Linked DNA regions of Sus scrofa: region 2 is linked to region 1. Evidence: chromatin contacts called from public HiChIP or PLAC-seq data. All regions are on one chromosome and are shown on one strand. Each heading gives the region's core, a stretch centred on a gene start, on an enhancer-like site or on the middle of the called end of the contact. The rest is flanking DNA. Distances are from core to core; before and after follow the strand shown.

Region 1 (5,651 bases), core at 1,522-4,021:
ACCAGTACTTAGCAAGTAATTACTCAAAATGTCTGTTAAATTAATTATATGTGGGACTGCCTTATGCACTGTAAACCAATCAGTAAGGCAAGGGAGAACCATTTTAAGATGGATCCCAATTACCCATGCGTTTTGAAACTCTACGATAGTGTTCTGACTTTGGTGTCGGATTTTTCAAAACACAAAACTGAAGGCAGCTAGGTTGACACAAAAAATGACAGCTCGTCTGGTCAGCAGGATATTTCTGCCCAAAGCCAAAAGCCTAGCCCTTGGATAGAACATTTGTTAAAGTGAAAACTCCTTGTAAGAAAGGAATCTTTTAGGCCTTCGATGAAGAGGTTGGTTCAAGGTAGCAAAAGAAAAATTCCCTAAAATTGTGTTTTTTCATACAAACTACTGTCTAGAAGCAAAATCACCAGGAGCACCAGTGATCACGGGCCTAAGTATTTAGCTTCAGTTTGCAATTGTAACACAGTCGAGGGGGACACTTGGTAAACACCTCGCTTGTTTCTGAGAATAACACTGGTGAGCTCTCTCGTACCTGAACCAGAGCTCGCGTGATAACGGGAAGCAGGAAGGCGGCCGTCTTTCCTGAGCCGGTGTCAGCGCTGGCCAGGAGGTCCCTGCCCAGAAGCCCCACGGGGATCATCTGCATCTGGATGGGCGTGGGAACTTCGTAGCCTGCGGTCTTCAAGTTGAAGTTTAAGGTCTCAGGGAAGCCGCAATGCCCAAAGTCAATGATGGGCCTGGGGACACCTCGCCCTTCCACCACGATTCCCAGCTGCCCTCTAAGGTTTTCAATCTGGTCCTCCCGGAGGTTCGAGATGAAGGCGTGCTCGGTGTAGACGTAGGAAGCAGGGCATGGAGCCCCCGGCTCAGAACTCCCTTCCTGGGGTGGCTCTCTCTGCTCCTCGGCTGCCCTAACCTGCAGAAGGTGTTTTGCTTTACACTCCAGGCTACACACATCTTCATCCGTCTCATCACAGATGTATTCTCCAAACCGCCCGCACACCACGCACACTGGCTCCCCGGGCTCTGCCCAGCGCTGGGTTTTGGAAAAGGACTTCACGGGTTCCTCCGGGAGATTGTCCTGTGCCTCCTGCTCGGGTCCAGCCAGAACCCCCTCAGCCACCGGGCCGGCTGGATGCGGATGCGCTGCTGGTTCTCTGGGGTCTGAGGTGACAGCTGGACCAAACCCGCCAGCGTCCAGCCCAGGATTTTCACCTTCTGGCTTGATTTTCTTGGCCACACAACTTCTACCATCATCACTAGCGTTCCGCTTGATTTTCAGGGATCTTGGAACAAACATCCTTCAATATTCTGTATAGGAGATTATATAGTGAGATTGATTTTACCGTCAAGAAAGTCACATATAAAGTACATGTATGAAGTACCCTGAGGTTACTGTGGAGTCAGCCTTGTCCCTGGGCTTTGCCTCCAGGGGACAGAGAAGGCAGCGCTTAGACCAAGTCCCCTCCCCACCACCCCTGCCCATTTCCTGTGAAAACAGTCCTGTCCCGTCCTCCATGCACACAGCTTCCCACCATTGACCTCTGCTCATTGACTGACTTGCGCTCTGAAATACCAGCCATCAGAGATATTCTGGAGTAAACTCTTCCATTACACTGTCAAAAATGGAAACACAAAGAGGGCTATTGCACAAGGGGAGTCTTTACCAGCAGCCACAGTAAGTAACACCTGGACAGTGGACAGAGGTGCCAAGCTCAGCCCTGAGCGCCTGTGCCATAGCGTAGCGTCACCCCACACACGCACACGCATGTTTTATCTTGTTTCATCACGGGCTGAGCCCCCAGAAGCTAAGTGACTTGGAGCTCACAGCCTCTTGGAGGCAGAACCAGGCACCGGTACCAGCTCCCAACCAAGGCTCTTCTCATTTACAGCAAAAACAAGTTTTTGCAAAATGACCTCGATTGGGAAACAGGCTTTGAAGCTAATTTGGGGACTGCCAAATATGCTAATAAACACTTTTCTCCCAATATTTCCTTGGGATACATTGCCAGATTCCATTTTTCCGGAAAGATTCCAACAAAAATGTACGTGACAGTGGAGAGTTACAACCTTAAGGCTCAGAAATGGTCAAGGGCGTGGGGGAGGGGCAGCCGCACGCGAGCAGGAAGAGCCGGGAACGCAGGGCTTCACGGTGAAACCGAACCGAACCCGCACGGGCTAGACGGCCACCGCTCGCTCCAGTTCCCGCAACGCCCCGTCCTATCCCCTCCCCCACGGGCGTCGCCCCCACCCCTCCCCCCAACACAGCCCCCCTCCCCCCGACGTCGCCCCCCCCCACCGCGGCACTGCACGCAGATGCGCGTGACGTCACGGCGCTGCCTGGAGACCGGCAGGGTGCGCCGGGCGGGAGGCGGCGGAGGGGAGAGGGAGGCAAGGGGGAGGGGACAGCGCAGGGCCTGTCCCGCCGCCAACGCCAGGCGCCCGGGTCCCGCTCGAGAGGAGCAGGACGCGAGGCAGGCCTGAGCCGCGGGACGGGGGCATGCTCACTCACGCAGACTGCGGCCACGTCCTCTCCCGCTCGGGGCCGGCCCACCCTTGAGGCGCTGGACCGGGCTTCCGGCTGATGATCCTGGGCCGCACGCCCGCCCTGCGGCCGGGGGAGCAGTGCGGAGCGCAGAATCCACTTCTCCTGGTTTTGGGAGGTGCCGATGCGCGCAGGAGGCGGGGCCACTGCGGGAGGCGGGGCTCGGCTGGGCGGGCGGAAGGGAGCGTTTGCCACGCCCCCTTCTTGGCCCCCTGCTTGGGGGCGATAAATGCCAGAGCTTGGCTGGAGCCCACGGGCTCCAAGCCCAGGGGCAAAAGCGGGGATTCTCTTGGAAGAATTTACGTAATCGGATGGGCGGGGCGGGGCGGGGCGGGGCGGGAGGACCCGAGGCGGGGCGCCCCGGGAAGTCGCGGGAGTGGGGTGGCCGGCACCGTTGGAGGGGCGGTTAAGTGGGAGTGAGGGCGGAGAGGGCGAGGCCCCTTGGGCTCGGAGACCTGTTCCGCTTTTAGACGGCTAATAACTGAGGAATGAACCGAGCGGGTTTAATGTGCCCGTGAGATAGATACCCTGTGTATCCCCACCACACCCCACCCGGACGGGAGGAGAAAGTCACAGTCACGTGCTGGGGCCCCGTGGGTCGCACTTCCCTGGAGCTGGTGGGGAAGTGATGGTGGAAAGTGGGGGGACCGGAAGGAGGGAAGCAGAGCGTGATGACCTCAATACTTTCGAGTCTAATATTTTATGCATATGTGGAACAGATAGATAACTTCTAAAGGATACTAGTAAAACGGAGGGAAGTCTGCGACTCCATAATATCCATAGTGAGCAAATATACGTGCACCCCGGGATTCTGCCCCTTGCTACTCCTTCAACCACCAGGATCCTAACCTTGGTGTCTCCTTGCCATTTTTGGTGGTTTTGTCGTAGTTGGAGGCATTCCTAAAAGATACGTTGTTTCATTTTTCTCTTTTTGAGGTTTATAAAAATAATGTGTAGCCTTGTGGGAACATGTTTTTTTAAATTCATCCAAGTTGTTAAGTGTAAGCAAGCAGTAGAACATTTATTTTCACTGCTGTAATAGTGTGTGTCTGGGAAGTAGTTTATGTATAGTTGTTGATCCCTTTTTCTGCGGATGTTTGTGTTGTCTCTAGTATTTTCTTATTGTTAGAGGCAAGCTGACCATGAAGCTAATGAAATTTGAATTTCCAGACCCCTCACTCTCATGGGTCTCTTCCATGGTCCTGAAACAGAAGCCTTGGCATTTCCATACACATTCTTTTCTTCTTTTTCTTTTTCAGGGCTCACTGGAGGCATATGGAAGTTCCTGGGCTAGGGGTCCAATTGGAGCCGCAGCTGCCCGGCCTACACCGCAGCCACAGCAACACCAGACCAGAGCCACATATGTGACCTAGGTGGTAGCTTGCAGCAATGCTGGATCCTTAACCCACGAAGGAAGTCAGGGTTTGAACCTGCATCCTCATGGACACTAAGTCAGGTCCTTAACCTGTTGAGCTACAGTGGGAGCTCCTCAACAAATATTCTCAAGACAAACCGTGGCGGAGATCTCAGGATGCCCTGCAGAACTTTCCAGAAGTGCTTCAGGGCCCCAATTATTGCTACCTCTAATGCATGCTGGAGAATAAGAGATTCTGTGTGGTAATAATTGGCCTCCTCAAACATGTAGAAAGGTGTAGGGACTAATACAGTAAACTCCTGTATGCCCTTCACACAGATTCACCATTTGCAGTATTTGTGTGTAAGAGCCAATGTGTATATATTATTTTTGCTGAACCATTTGAGAGTAAGTTGCAGGGTGCATCTTCGAAAACAAAGATAATCCCTGTTTCTGCAGAACAATTTTCAAATGTAGGTAATTTGGTGCTGATATAATACTGATGTCTTAAGTACAGTCCACATTAAAATTTCATCAGTTGTTCCAATAATGTTTTTTAGAGCAGTTATTTCACCCCCAGGCCAGGATCCAGTCCAAGATATTTTCACTGTCTGTTTCTATCCTAACTTTTGATAATAAATACTCAAGTTTAGGGTAGTTAAATATGTCTTTATCTTTTGTAGTTAACTTTAATTAATTAATTAATTGGGGGTGGCGCACACAGCACATAGAGGTTCCAAGGCTAAGGATTGAATTGGAGCTGTAGCTGCCGGCCTACAACCACAGCCACAGCAACGCCAGCTCCTTTACCCATCTGAGCGAGGCCAGGGATCGAACCTGTGTCCTCATGGATGCTGGTCAGATTCGTTTCCACTGAGCCATGATGGGAGCTCCCCATAGTTAACAACTTTGATGTCTTAAAAACTCCTTGTCTTGCCAGGGGCTGGGGAAGGGAGGGATGAGTGGGCAGAGCACAGAGGGTATTTGGGGCAGTGAAACTACTCTGTGATACTGTGACCGTGGATACCTGTCATTACACATTTGTCCAAGCCTGGAGAATGTCCACCACCATGAGTCAACTGATGGGAACTATGGACCCTGAAGGATGCTGGGATGTTGATGTAGGTTCATTGTAGCAAACATACCATCTAGGGGAGAGGGGTGTTACCAATGGGGGAGGGGGCCGCTGAATATGTGGGGATGGGGCAGATGGGGCATCTCTGTACTTTCTGCTCAATTTTGCTCTGAACCTAAAACTGCTCTAGAAATAAAATTTTATTTAACTGCTCTGTTAAATAAAAAATAATCTTACCTACCCTAAAGTCAAAAAGGTATTTCTCAGAACTGGGAAGGGGGAAATTTTAAAGTTTGCTTTTCACATTTAAATCATTAACCCATCTGGAATTGGGCTATGAAGTGGGAATCCATTTCGTTTCCTTAACTGTTTTCCAAATAGCTAGCCAGTAGTCCAAATACCATTCATTGACTAGCATCCTCTCTCCGGTGACCTGCAATGCCATATCTGGCCCTACATCAGGGCTCCAAAATGCACAAGCCTGCTCTGGACTCGCTGTTCTCTTCCTAGGTGTCCAAGTCTGTGTCAACACCCCTCAGTCTTAACGACTGGACATTCATACATTTTGCTGTCTGGTTGAGCAAGTTTGCATCAGGATCATCTTGGCTATTCTTGGCCCTTTTTCCTTGCATATACATTTTAGGATCAGCTTGTTAATTTCCACCAAA
Region 2 (5,685 bases), core at 2,418-4,917, 53 kb after region 1:
GCCTCCGCTTGGCTCCCAGTTATGCCCTTCCTACTAAATGCATCACCGTTGAGTCAAAGGACAGGTCAGAACAACTGTCTCTGCTTTCGTCTCTTCCTCATCATGTTTGTTTAGGTTGACATAGTTTTCTTTTCCTTTTTTTTTTTTTTTTCCTTTTTTAGGGCCATACCTGCTGCATGTGGAGGTTTCCAGGCTAGGGGTCTAATGTCAGCTACAGCTGCCAGCCTACACCACAGCCACAGCAATGCCAGATCTGAGCCGCTTCGCAACCTACACTGAAGCTCACAGCAATGCCGGATCCTTAACCCACTGAGCGAGGCCAGGGATCGAACCCACAACCTCATGGTTCCCAGTCGGATTCGTTTCCGCTGAGCCACGATGGGAACTCCGTGTTTAGGTTGACATAGTTTTCAAGAAAATTCAACAGGCATTTACTCAGCACCCATTGTGGCCAAAGCACTGTGCTAGGTCACAAGGCCACACGGAGTTGGTTAGGTGTGGTTTCCCACCTGGCGAATCTTGCACTGACTCACAGGTGGTCACAGTGACTGTGAAATGTTTCAGCATCTCTTTTCAACCTTTCCAGGCTATAGGTTTCTCTTAGGTTGACCTGTCACTTTAGACTTGAAGTTGAACTTGAGCTTGAAGATGAACTTGAGTACCTTGGTCTCTAAGAAACCTACCTGGTCCCTTTACTTGGATGTCCCCTCTGAACTTTACATTCTTGATCTCACTTACCTCTTTTTTTTTTTTTTTTTTTTTGTCTTTTTAGGGCCACGCCTGCTGCATATGTAGGTTCCCAGGCTAGGGGTCGAATTAGAGCTGTAGCCACGGGACTATACCACAGCTCACAGCAACGTTGGATCCTTAACCCACTGAGCAAGGCCAGGGATCAAACTCACGTCCTCATGGGTGCTAGTTGGGTTGGTTAACAGCTGAGGCATGATGGGAACTCAAGCACTTACCTCTTTTACAATGTATTCTGTTTATTTATGTATATGTCAGCCTCCATAATCTGAGGAGGCAGCAGGTGCAGGGAAGGTACCCCAGGAGCCAGAAGACTTGTGCTTGTTTCTGAAGCCAGACTCAGACATGAATTCACCATGAAATCTTGGCCATGCAGCTTAATCTCTAGAACCCTTGGTCCTGTACCTAGAATCAGAAGATTATAATAATGCCTATTTCACAGAATGGATGTGAGAATTAAGGTAGTTATCATATGAATGTGCTTTGTAAACTATTATCCACAGGCTAATTTTATTATCCCCTAAAGGATCTAGCAAAAGGCCTTGCCCATAAAAAACATTTTATTTTATTTCATTTTATTTCATTTTGCTTTTTAGGACTGCATCTGCCACATATGGAAGGTCCCATGCTAGGGGTCTAATTGGAGCTACAGCTGCCAGCCTACGCCACAGCCACAGCAATGCCAGATCGGAGCTGCACCTGTGACCTACACCACAGCTCATGGCAATGCCGGACTGTTAACCCACTGAGCGAGGCCAGGGATCAAACTTGCAACCTTATGGTTCCTAGTTGGATTCAAAGACATTTTATTAATATCCATTCAGTTATTGAAAAATGTGGTATATTATTCTTCTCACTCGTATTCTTTTCCTGGCCCACACTGTTAATAGGCTTTTCTGAAATGCCCTACTAGGTTCATGGGGGAGTATTTGTAGGGATCAAAGGGGCTTGCTTGCCAGTGAGACTGCCTTTTTGGATAGTAGGGTCCAAACACCTTCCCACCCACCATCATACTTTATAAGTCCTGCTCCTATCTTAATTGTATATAGTCCCAGATAAGCCCTAGTAGTTAAAACATAGACTTGGAGTTCTGGGTTCAAATCTTGGGTCGCCCTGCTTGCTAGTTGTGTGATATGGGCAAATTTTCAAATTGTTCCCAACTTTATTATTCTTTTTTTTTTTTTTTTCATCTGTGAAATGAAGATAGCACAGGATTGGATAATGATTAAAACTAGATAATTTTGGAGCTATCTTGTGGTGCAGTTGTTAAGGATCTGGTGTTGTCACTGCATGACTTGGGTTGCTGCTGTGGTGAGGGTTTGATCCCTGGCCCTGGAATTTCCACAATGCCATGGTTGCAGGGAAAAAAAAAATTTAGATAAAGTACTGAAAGGAGATTGTGCAAGGAGTTAGTGAGTTAAATAAGCTCAACAAAGGAGAGCTGCACTAATATCCACCCTTTGTTCCTGTACATTCATTGAGCAACTACTATGAGTTGGGTGCTATTCAGGTGCTAGAGAGACACTGTCATCCTGGGAATGACAAAGTCATTGATGATGGTATAAAGGCGCAAGGGCTGGGTCAGAACAACTAGGTGCTCTGGGGGCACCAGGGGAGCACCTCCGTAAGAGCCTGCTGGGCACGGTATCCAGAGATGTCACTGAAGGCAGGAGGCGATTCCCGGGAGAGGCTTGCAATCCAAAGGGACAGAAGGAGCCCAGTGGGCCAGGACGCATAAATAATCTGAGAAAATGCCCCAGTGGGAAAACGGAGCAGCTCAGACAAAATGGAGCCATAAGGGTTTGTAGATGCCGGATCTTGCGGTTTGCTTTGTGAAGGGACTTAGGCTCTGTTGGGGGGGCACGATGGCTGTGCCCCCTCCCTAGGGAGGACATTTACGTGAGGAGCATGGAGTTGAGAAAACTATCTCAAAGTCAGGAAACTAATTCAGGTGTGGAGCTTCCCAGATCCTCAATCCTGGTCAAGCCCCACGTGTGACTTGCCTCTACAACCGTGTGGTCAGCCAGCAATCGCACCCATCCTGGGGTGACATCCAGGACTGCATGGAATTCCTTAGGCACGCCAGGTTGGCAGCAAAGTGCGTGTCATCTAACCGGCACCTTGATAAACGTCAGTTCTCCGTGCCTAAGCATTGTGTCGCTAAACCACGAGCGCTACAGCGAAGCCGGACCGCCCCCCCCCCCCCCCCGCCACTTGCTCCCCGCCTCTTCCAGCCGGGTCAGCAGCCGCCGCACGCCCAGGCCGGCCAGGATGTGCACTCGGGTGGACAAGGAGCGCAGCCGCGACCACTGCGCATGCTCCACGGGCGGGCCGGACCGGCCGGGCGGCGGGCGGGCCGGGCCGAGAGACAGCGCATGCGCAGACCCGCGCCCGGCTCCTTCCAGTGCCGCAGCCGGAAAACCGCAGCGGCGGCGGCTGAGGCGGCGACCGCGCGGGCTGCCGCAGGGGGAGCACCCAGCAGGGCTGGCCGGGCGGGCCCGAGCACCGGGCTGACGGCGTCCGCGGGGCGGCGGCGCGGCGGGGAGTCCGCGCGAGGAGGTGCGGCCGCCGGCGCCCGCGCCTCAGGGACTGAGGCTGTCCGCGGCCCCGCGCCCCGCGGCGGCTCCGGCTGCGCGGGGTGGGGGCGCCCCGAGTCCCGGGTCGCGGCCCCATTGAGCCCCAAGGCCGCGCTCGGGCCGGCGGGCTCCCCCGAGGGCAGGGCCGGGAGCGGGGGCGGCGGGAGGCGGCGCGATGGCGGGACGGCCCCCGCGACGTGACCGCTGAGGACGCCCCCGCCGCGCCGGGCCCGCCGCGCGGAGACAAAGGGGAGGCGCCGCTGGCACGCGCGCTCGCGGGAGGCTCGCGGGGCGGCCGGGACGCGGCGCCGCCACCTTCCGGGCCAAGCGGCCTGGATCCGGACCCCGACCCCGCCCGCGGCCGGCCGCGCGCCCCTCCCCGGCCGCCACCCCGCGGCCGGCGCACCATGTGAAGGGCGGGCCGGTGCCCCAAGCGCGTGGAAGATGGGGGATGCTGCAGACCCCAGGGACGCGAGGAGGACGTTCATTGTTCCGGCCATCAAGCCCTTCGACCACTATGACTTCTCCAGGGCCAAAATCGCCTGCAATTTGGCCTGGCTGGTGGCCAAGGCCTTCGGGACAGGTACGTGGTCCTCTCCCTCCCCCGCAGGATGCGCGCATCCCGGTTTTGTCTCCGGTCCCCAGGTCCCCTCCACGCGTGTCCTCGCACAGGCTCAGGGACGCAGTGGGACACTGGAAGGAGTAAAAACGAAGGGAATAAAGCACGTTTGGTCTTAACCCGAGATCCCTCGGTTTGGGCAGGTGGGATATGGCCGGATTCCTTTTATTGGTTAGCAAAAGTGGGTGGTTTGTTTTTTTCTTCCCGGTGAGCGAGATTTTGCCATGTTTTTACATCGGGTGGTTTTCATTTGTGGTATTTTTCCCCATTGTGCTGCATTCATTTCCCCCCCAGTCATAACATTACACCACCGAGAAATCTGAGTTGGTTTCGTTATTACTGGAAGAAGGTGGATGGCACCCAGCTCCACATTGATTTTGACATTTGTAACCATGGCTGCGATTCAGGCTCCGTGACTGTGAGGTGGCCTCTGTGGAAGGGCAGCATTAATTTTTGTTGTCTTTCTGTAAGCCTGTGTCCTCTCGTCCCTTTCAGGCTCTATTAAAGGGGTCATTTAAAACCAATGTTTGGCTTGCGGGCTGTCTGTTGTCGGCTGCTCTTTTCTTTCCGTGTTATCAGGCATGTTCCTTTTTCCAAACATTTTTGGCTTCATAAATTAAGAGAAACAAAAACTCCCTCTTGTGGGATTTTTCTTTTTAATGAAAGAGTTTTTTTGAGGGCACATACTGTTGACACAAATTGTATAGTGCAGCAGCCATCAAAAAACACTCCCTCCATTACCCAGTCTTTGCAGAATAACAGGAAAAGGGCCTCCTGTTGTAATTCCTTAGCTGTTGCTTTAGGAGCCCATGTTGTGGAAGCTGGAGAAAATTAGCTTTTCATTTGGAGATGCTCCCGGAAGGTAATTTCATCGGATGACTTTGAGTCATTTTGTAAGATTTCTATGCCCTGCTTAATACCATTTGGATATGTAAAATATTTATTGGCATTTAGTATTTACAGACTTTTCTCCAGATGTTAAATACAGTTTTTGGCAGTGGGGAGAGGACGTCCAATTTTAGGACCAAGAAATATGTGGGTAAATGGTTTCATTCGTTCTTACTGTTTCAGCATATACAGCTGAGGACATTATCAGGACTGCATGTTTAGTTACCCACCAAATGAATCTCAGTGTTTAGAAAATTGTTTGAATTAGTTTTGAGGGAAACTTCATGTTGCCTTGATTTTATGTTTTTGGCAGCTTTTGTCTTATTTGAATTCTCATGCTGTGATATTGAAGTAGAAAGATGTTCAAGGTTTTAAAACTGTCATCAGGAGTAAATATAGCCAAACCATTTATTTTAAAATAATTTAGATTTTAAAGATTTCTTCGGAAATACATATGCACAGTAACACATGGGAGCACACACCAAGTGTTAGTGTGTGTTTTTGTTTCCTGGCACCCCTGATCACAGCAGTGAAAATAATAGATTTTAGTCTCAGCTTAAGCATCATGCTAAAGCTAATATCCATTTAGAGGAGCAGTGGAAGCTAGGTAAGGATGTAGAAAAGATGGAACATGATCTCTGTGGAAAAGCTCTGTGTACAAAATGGAAGGGCAGAGGGAATCGCAGAAATAATTTTTCTTTCTGAAACTGAGGAAGCTTACAGTACACATGGCACAGCGTTGGCCTAGATTCCCAAAGGGTGCTAAGCAGAACATGGCCAGCTCTGTGGGGACGTGCCAGGCAAGCTTACTGGGCTCTGGACCCTGGACGAACACGCATTGAACACACTTGGAGA

What was found. HiChIP or PLAC-seq counts read pairs in DNA pulled down with a chosen protein or histone mark.
Region 2: an H3K27ac HiChIP or PLAC-seq map of alveolar macrophages shows a contact between it and region 1. The contact joins the promoter of CAMSAP2 here to the promoter of DDX59 in region 1. A contact is called at or near these places in 1 of 5 promoter capture datasets (liver), 9 of 47 Hi-C or Micro-C datasets (brain, embryonic fibroblasts, epiblast stem cells and 4 more) and 2 of 2 datasets of contacts at active chromatin or transcription factors (alveolar macrophages and skeletal muscle).

The regions. Positions count from the first base shown.
Region 1 is chr10:23,219,759-23,225,409 of Sscrofa11.1, forward strand. DDX59 (probable ATP-dependent RNA helicase DDX59) reads right to left here and starts at 2,772. Exons shown (of 7, transcript XM_005653799.3): 1 at 2,522-2,772; 2 at 542-1,320. The coding sequence starts at 1,309.
Region 2 is chr10:23,271,635-23,277,319 of Sscrofa11.1, forward strand. CAMSAP2 (calmodulin-regulated spectrin-associated protein 2) reads left to right here and starts at 3,668. Exons shown (of 19, transcript XM_021064501.1): 1 at 3,668-3,906. The coding sequence starts at 3,768.